2 separate regions of the Sus scrofa genome follow, and region 2 is linked to region 1. Evidence: chromatin contacts called from public Hi-C data. All regions are on one chromosome and are shown on one strand. Each heading gives the region's core, a stretch centred on a gene start, on an enhancer-like site or on the middle of the called end of the contact. The rest is flanking DNA. Distances are from core to core; before and after follow the strand shown.

Region 1 (3,366 bases), core at 36-2,535:
ACCCAGTATAGAGAAGGATCAGGAGGGCAATATATTGACTGGTGGAGGGTAAAAGGGTCAGGTGAGGACTGCGGCAAACTAGAGAGAGAAGCCCCTACCAGCTCCCAGCTCAAAGGTCACCTTCTCAAGGTGTTCATGGACCCAAACTCAAATGGGTCCCTTGTTGGAGTTTTGCTGAAGCTCTTACTCCTATTGTAATTAGTTAATTAATTGTATGATTTGATTATCAGAGTTAGCCTTCCTGACAGATGCAGAATCCCTGGGGGACAGGACTGTGTCTGTGGTTCCGGTACCTCCCCAGGCCTGGCACTTCAAGGATGCTCTTGTCCTGTCTGTTGAGGGGATGGATAATTGGAGGAAGAATGCCACAGCCCAGCCTGCAGAGCTGTTTGATGGAAGAAGGGAGGTAATTAAGAATGAAAATGAATATGCATCATACATGTTATAAAATAAGATCACTCAGAGGAATTCCCATCGTGGAGCAGCGAGACAAATCCGACGAGGAACCATGAGGTTGGGGGTTCAACCCCTGGCCTCACTCAGTGGGTTAAGGATCTGGCATTGCTATGAGCTGTGGTGTAGTTCACAGATGTGGCCTGTATCCTGCATTGCTGTGGCTGTGGTGTAGGCCAGCAGCTATAGCTCTGATTAGACCCCTAGCCTGGGAACCTCCATGTGCCGCAGGTGTGGCCCTAAAAAAAAAAGACAAAAGACAAAAATAAATAAATAAATAAATAAATAAATAAAATCAGATCACTCAATGGGGGAAAATGCCAACGAATGAACCACTAAGTCAGCAGCATCAGCTGTCTGCGTGGGCAGAGCTGGGGTTCTCTCCAAGAGGGGCGTGGCCAAGGGGTTTGATTCTTCAGTTCCTGAGTCCTCAGGGGTCTGACCTATGTGTGTTTCCTTTTTCTCCTGACACCCCCTCCCCCAGAGGAGAGCAGAACCCCCCCAGGCAGGTTAGTTAGAACCTACCATGCGCTGGTTCGCTCATGTAAACCTCACTTCACTTGGCTGCTTCATTTATAGGCAAGGAAGTAGAGTCCTGAGAGGATGGGACACCGTCCTGGGTGCCTCTCGCCCTGGAGGGAGTGGGTCTAAGCATCCGGCACCCTCCTTCCTCCCCAGCCATGGCCCAGCACCCACCTGGAGGGCAGAGTCGAGCAGTAGGCAGGCCGGAGTGCTCCCAGCGGCCCCTCTTTGCTTCCTCCTCCCCAGGGGATGCTACGTGGAAGGGACTCTTTGCTACCAGAGGGCGAAGGTCAGACTCTGGCCAAGGGCCCAGCATTTCTGAGCCACAGAAGCCAACTGTGCAGAAGGTCAGGATGCCGGGGGCGGAGGTGCTCAGAGTAGGAAGTTAACATTCCCAGGGGACTCTCAGCAGCAGGATTTCCTGACATGGAATGATGACCTTTCTCACATGACGGGGCCAGATTGACTTCCTGCTATTATTCACAGTGCGAACACGGCGGAGACGTCTGTTTAATGGAAACAGGGAAAGAGTTGCCTGACTCTGGACCTCGAGGAGGCAGTTGTCACGGAATTAACTCCAGGTGATCTAGCCAGGGCTGCACCTGCCTTTGCCATCCGCTACAGTGAGGCATTCACACCCCTGAGCCTCAGTTTCCTTTTCTGGACTAGGCAGGCCAGGTGGACGGCTAAAAAAAAAGTTGGAGTTCCCATTGTGGCTCAGCAGTAACCAACCCAACTAGTAACCATGAGGACTCAGCTTCAAGCCCTGGCCTCGCTCGGTGGGTTAAGGATCTGGCGTTGCCGTGAGCTGCGGTGTAGGTCGCAGATGCGGCTCAGGTCTGGCGTTGCTGTGGCTGTGGTGTAGGCCTGCGGCTGTAGCTCTGATTCGACCCCTAGCCTGGGAACTTCCATGTGCCGCAGGGGAGGCTCTAGAAAGAAAAACAAAAAGTTGGACCAGAGCCACAGGGCTGCCAGGTGGGTGAAGTGAGGTCATTTCCTTGGAGAAATGTTTTGCTCCTTGAATTTCCATCATCAGCTTTGGCCCCCCCCCCTCCTCTGATCATCTAGCATCTCAGGACCACCTTTCTCAGCCGAGAGGTCTTCAGTGCTTCCAGGAGAAGTGCCTCCTCTGCAGCTGGGTCCAGGCCGATGGCAGGCCGGCCATCAGCCTTCCACACTCACCTCCCACTGGTGGGGTCTACCTGGGTTCCATGCCCCTTCACCCCCTACTCTTCTTCTTTTGTATGTCTTTCCAGCGGAAGTTCCTCCTCTGCCCTCTGCTCTCTCTATTGGCAATGCTGTCTTTGTTTCTACATGCAGTAGACCATGCATCCTGCAACATCACCTGGGAACTTGCTAGAAACACAAATTCTCAGCCCTCCTCCCTGCCCCCGCCCCCACCAGACCTACTGAAGCAGAAACTCTGAGGACAGAGCTCAGAAATCTGCATTTTAACCACCCCTCCAGTAGTGGGAGGTTCTGATGAACACACAAGTGTTTTGGGGAGCTGTACCCCAAGCATGTGGAAGTTCCTGGGTCAGGGATCAAATCTACACACAGTGCTAACCAGAGCTACAGCAGTGACAACACCGCATCCTTAATCCACTGAACCACCAGGGAATTCCAACATACAAGTTTCAGAACCACTGGGATAACCTGTCTCCCTGGCTGGGCTATGAGCTCCCTGATGGCCAGGGCTGTATCTCATTCAGTGGCTCCCAGAGCCAGGCCCACAGAGGTCACAGGGGACCATGAAACAGCCTCCTGGAATGATACATGTGTGCTGATGTCTCCCAGACACACCCTGGCCGACTTGCCGCCACATCTGGGCTCACAGCATCCCCTTCCTTCCTCCTGTGGCTCTTTCCCCAGGCACTCACAGAACCCCAGCCCTGCTGGCTGGCCTCTTCCAGAAGGCCTCCCCTCAGCCCTGCAACAGCCTGGTCTGCCTCAGCTCTCTCCATCCCTGTTGCCTGAGACTTTGGATCTCACGCTAGGCTCAAGGTCACATCCATAGCTGCCTTTGAACAGCAGGTCCCTTTTATGTGTGTCCTTCAGGTGATATTTTGCCCTGACCCTGTCTGTGCTTGGAGGAGCCCTTGCTCTGTAGGGTGTCATCTGCTGTGGCCGCAGTGAGGGAAGTCACCCAGCCTCCCAGCAAGGGCGGCTGATGTGTGCAGATCTGCGAGTCTGCGCCAACATTTACAGCAGAAGCAATTCACACCACTTTCCTGTTCTCTTGACCTGAAAGGGAAAGAAAGGGAAGGAATTGGGGCCTTCAAAGAGCTGTGGCCTTTTGTCCTACAGCTGATGGGAGCCTCCCAAATGGGGCTGTGGAGTTCACAGTGCTGGCTGTGCAGGAGGGCTGGCCTCTGCCTAACCTGCACCCCC
Region 2 (3,586 bases), core at 951-3,450, 91 kb after region 1:
CTTTGGCCGGCTGCACCATCCTCTTTGGTAGAGGGCAGAGGGAGAGGGAAGCCAGAGGGTCAAGCCTCAGGGTAAAGAAAGAGGCATCACCAGCAGTCAGCTGGCATTGGCCAGAAGGAGGGTCCCTTGGCACACCTAACTGCAGGGGGCCCAGGCCTGCTGTGTTTGTTCTCATTGCCTATGGCTGGTAACAAATCAACACAAGCGGACTGGCTTAAAATGACACACATTTATTCTTTTAGGGTTCTGGAGGTCAGAAGTCCAGACTGAGTCTCAGGGGTGAAAGCAAGGAGCCTCAGGGCTGATTTTTCTTTTTTTTTTTTTTTTTTTTTTTTTTTTTTTTTGGCTGAGCCTGTGCCATACAGAAGTTCCCAGGGCAGGGATGGAACCAATGCCACAGCAGTGACCTGAGCCACAGCAGTGACAACGCTGGACCCTTAAACCACTAGGCCACCAGGGAACTCTCTGGGCTGGTTCCTTTCAAAGGCTCAGGGCACCAACCTTCCTCAGTTGATTGATGGCCCCTTCCTTCTATCCTCCAAACCAGCAGAAGGACCTTGGCTTCCTTCCTCCCACTTATAAAGGAACCTTGTGTCCACTTGGATCATCTCAAAGCCCTGACCTCAGTCACATCCTTTTGTCGCATAAGGTAACAACCCCAGATTCGGGGAATGAGGACCTGGCTATCTGTAACCATTCTTCTTCTTCCCACTGAGTTCCAGAAACAAGAGCTACAACCCAGGGTTTTGTGGACACACAGCAAGATCTCTGCAATTCAGCCCTCCTCGGTCGTCAATGTCCACCCAGCCTCCCAAGCAGTGGATGAGCCCTTTAAAGGCAGGCTCTGGCTGTGGGCGTCTCTGCCCAGTGGGTGCCTGGAAGAGATGTGTGTGTTGGGGGGGGGGGTTTCTAGGGAAGTTTTCAGGAAGAGAGGGAGAAAGGAAAATATGAATGAATTTGGCAAAACCAAGAGGTGGGTGGGGACAGGAAAAAAAAAAAAGTGAGAGGAAGTAGGCAGGTACTACGGATCACAGCTGAACAGCCTGTCAGAATTTCCCTGTAGGAGTTTCCACTTTGGCGCAATAGAATCGGTGGCGTCTTGGGAGCACAGAGATGCTGGTTCGATCCTGGCCCAGCACAGTGCGTTAAGCATCCGGCATTGCCGCAGCTGTGGCTTAGGTCTCAACTACGGCTCGGATCTGATTCCTGGCCCAGGAACTCTGTATGTGTGGGGTGGCCAAAAAAGAAAAAGAAAAAAAAAAAACATGCTTCTGGTTTTGGAGTTGTGGCTTAGTGATATCAAACCCGACTAGTATCCATGAGGATGAAGGTTCAATCCCTGGCCCTGCTCAGTGGATTAAGGATCTGGCATTGCCATGAGCTGGGGTGCAGGTTGCAGACTCAGCTTGGATCCCTGGTCGCTGTGGCTCTGGTATAGCCCGGCAGCTGCAGCATCGATTCGACCCCTAGCCTGGGAACTTCCATATGCCACAGGTGCAGCCCTAAAAATATATTTAAAAAACAAGTAAAAAGAATTCCCCTGCAGCAGAGGTCCAGAATGAAGCCGGGCACCTCGTACTCAGACCTGAAGGAATGGTGAGGCCTCCTGAGTGGGAAGGCGCTGGAAAAAAATGCACGGGAGGAGCAGGAGATAGGAGGCCTGGTCACAGCCAGGCACTGTGCTGATGCATTACACACAGCATCTTTTTAAGTCTGCACATTAATCTGCAAGCAGCGCAATGCAGAGAGAAGAACTGGGACTCAGGAAGGACACGGCCCTGGTCCAAGTTCACACGGCTGGATGGTGGCCGCGCAGGAAGGAATTTGCAGTCCTGTTGGGCTGGTTCCAAAAGCAGCCACCATCCCAGGACACTCCACTCCTGCCAAGCCCAGCCACTCTGGCAGGGGGCTAGGTGTTCCCACCTCTTAAGGCCTCAGGTCCTTCCTCTGTCAGTGGAGGGGCTGAGCTGGGTGACCCAAGCTCCCTTTCCGCTCCCACCTCTTTGGGACCTTGGGCGGGTCTAGGAAATCAGGATGGGCTTCCTGGAGGGGGTGGGGTGGGGGTCTGAATTTCTTCCCACTGACAACAGACACACAGTTCCGTTTATGTTGCCAAGAGACAATCCAGGGCAAGAAGGGAGAGGCCCACGGCAGAGATGACTCCATAGCCCAAAAATGAGAATCACAACAGCCCGCAGGATTGTGCAAGCTGCCCTCGAGGCAGCCAGTCGGGCCTGGCCTGGAGGAGAGCTGTTTACACGCCCAAGTATGGGCTGGCAGTTAATTCCATCCGCAGAGGGCACAGCCCTAAGGGCTGCCAGGAACAGCTGTGTGAAAACGACAGAGACCGGGCCCTTGATCTCAGACCCCAGATACCTGAGAGTTCATTCATTCATTCATATCTATGTGAATTCCCCGAGTGTTTCCCAGGCATTGTGCAAGGCGCCAGGGTATGGAGGTAAATAAGGCAACGTCCTGAGAGTCCCCTGGATCTGAGAACCTCGAAGAACAGAGAGCACTAAATATAGAAAACGACCCCTCCCTGCAGGGTCAGTGCAATGATAAACATGTGTGCTTGGAGCCCAGGCAACGCAGGACAGGGGACTTTAGTATCTTCCTATGGAAAATATTTAACTGCTGGTTTTAAAAAAAGTCAAACCAAGATCATCACTTTGTACTCAATGGCCTTTAAAAAGCCTTTTCCCTGGTGAATGGAGATATGTGAGAATGTTCACATTTAAAGTTTCCTTTCCTGGACACCTGGTCAGGAAAATCAATCTCAGTTGTTTTCAGAACTGTGTCCTAGGCTGTGCAAAGGCCCTGGGGTTTGTACAGTCTGCTGGACATGGGGCAGGGGGGTGCTCCAGACATAACTTCCCTCGCAGGGGGCATGTTCCTTGGTATCTCTGGCTGAGTGCCAGGACCTGAGGTGTGGCTATGACCCCAGTTTCCCTGGACAGAGAGCTTTAAAATATTATGCCATGTCCTGGTGTGCTGCTGTGGAGAAAGCTCAGGTCCCACCTCTGGGATTTAGGGCCCCTTCCTCCTGCCTTTTCACAGCTCTCTTTCCACCCTTTATTGGGACCGCTTGCATATTTTCTTTCTCAATATTCCCTTTTCACAAAAGACAGAAAAAGATATTGCCTACGAGCAGTTTTGTTTGGGTTCTACAAATGCCCTTGGAACTAGGAAGTACAAAGGGGTCTGGCTACAAATCTGGGACATGGAGAGGGAAAAACAACAAGAGAGAAAATGCAAATTTATAGCTTAATAAATCATCTGTCTTGCACAAAGTTTTCTGTCTGCTTTTATTTATCGTTTCTTGAGGCTGTGTTTCTAAAAGTTAAGTTGAAAGACCAACACATTTTTTGAGAATATTGTTCAAGTCGCTTGTCTAAAGGTCGATACCAATCCCCCCTCATCAACAGTGTGTGAGCATTGTTGATTTCACCACACCATCACCAGCATCGAGTTCGTGTTTTTATTAATCTTTGATAATTTCACAAATGCAAGGATTTTATTTCCAGTGTTTTTTCATTTTTTATTATTCATGTTACTCACTGATTCTAGAAGTATGATTTTATTT

Evidence for each region. Hi-C and Micro-C count contacts between places; a contact is called where the count stands out from the background.
Region 2: a Hi-C map of liver shows a contact between it and region 1, with 1.6 times the contacts expected there. The contact joins two enhancer-like sites. A contact is called at or near these places in 1 of 5 promoter capture datasets (liver), 5 of 47 Hi-C or Micro-C datasets (liver, mesenteric adipose tissue, retroperitoneal adipose tissue and 1 more) and 1 of 2 datasets of contacts at active chromatin or transcription factors (skeletal muscle).

What each region holds. Positions count from the first base shown.
Region 1 is chr15:30,778,621-30,781,986 of Sscrofa11.1, forward strand. No RefSeq gene overlaps it. Among named protein-coding and RNA genes, the nearest start is that of GLI2, 200 kb to the left of the region's middle. Within about 2 kb of position 1,286, at least 7 of the 83 cell types and tissues checked have an H3K27ac peak or open chromatin away from gene starts, as enhancers often do. A contact at or near this core is called in liver, retroperitoneal adipose tissue and skeletal muscle, where this site is marked.
Region 2 is chr15:30,868,746-30,872,331 of Sscrofa11.1, forward strand. No RefSeq gene overlaps it. Among named protein-coding and RNA genes, the nearest start is that of INHBB, 130 kb to the right of the region's middle. Within about 2 kb of position 2,201, at least 32 of the 83 cell types and tissues checked have an H3K27ac peak or open chromatin away from gene starts, as enhancers often do. A contact at or near this core is called in liver, retroperitoneal adipose tissue and skeletal muscle, where this site is marked.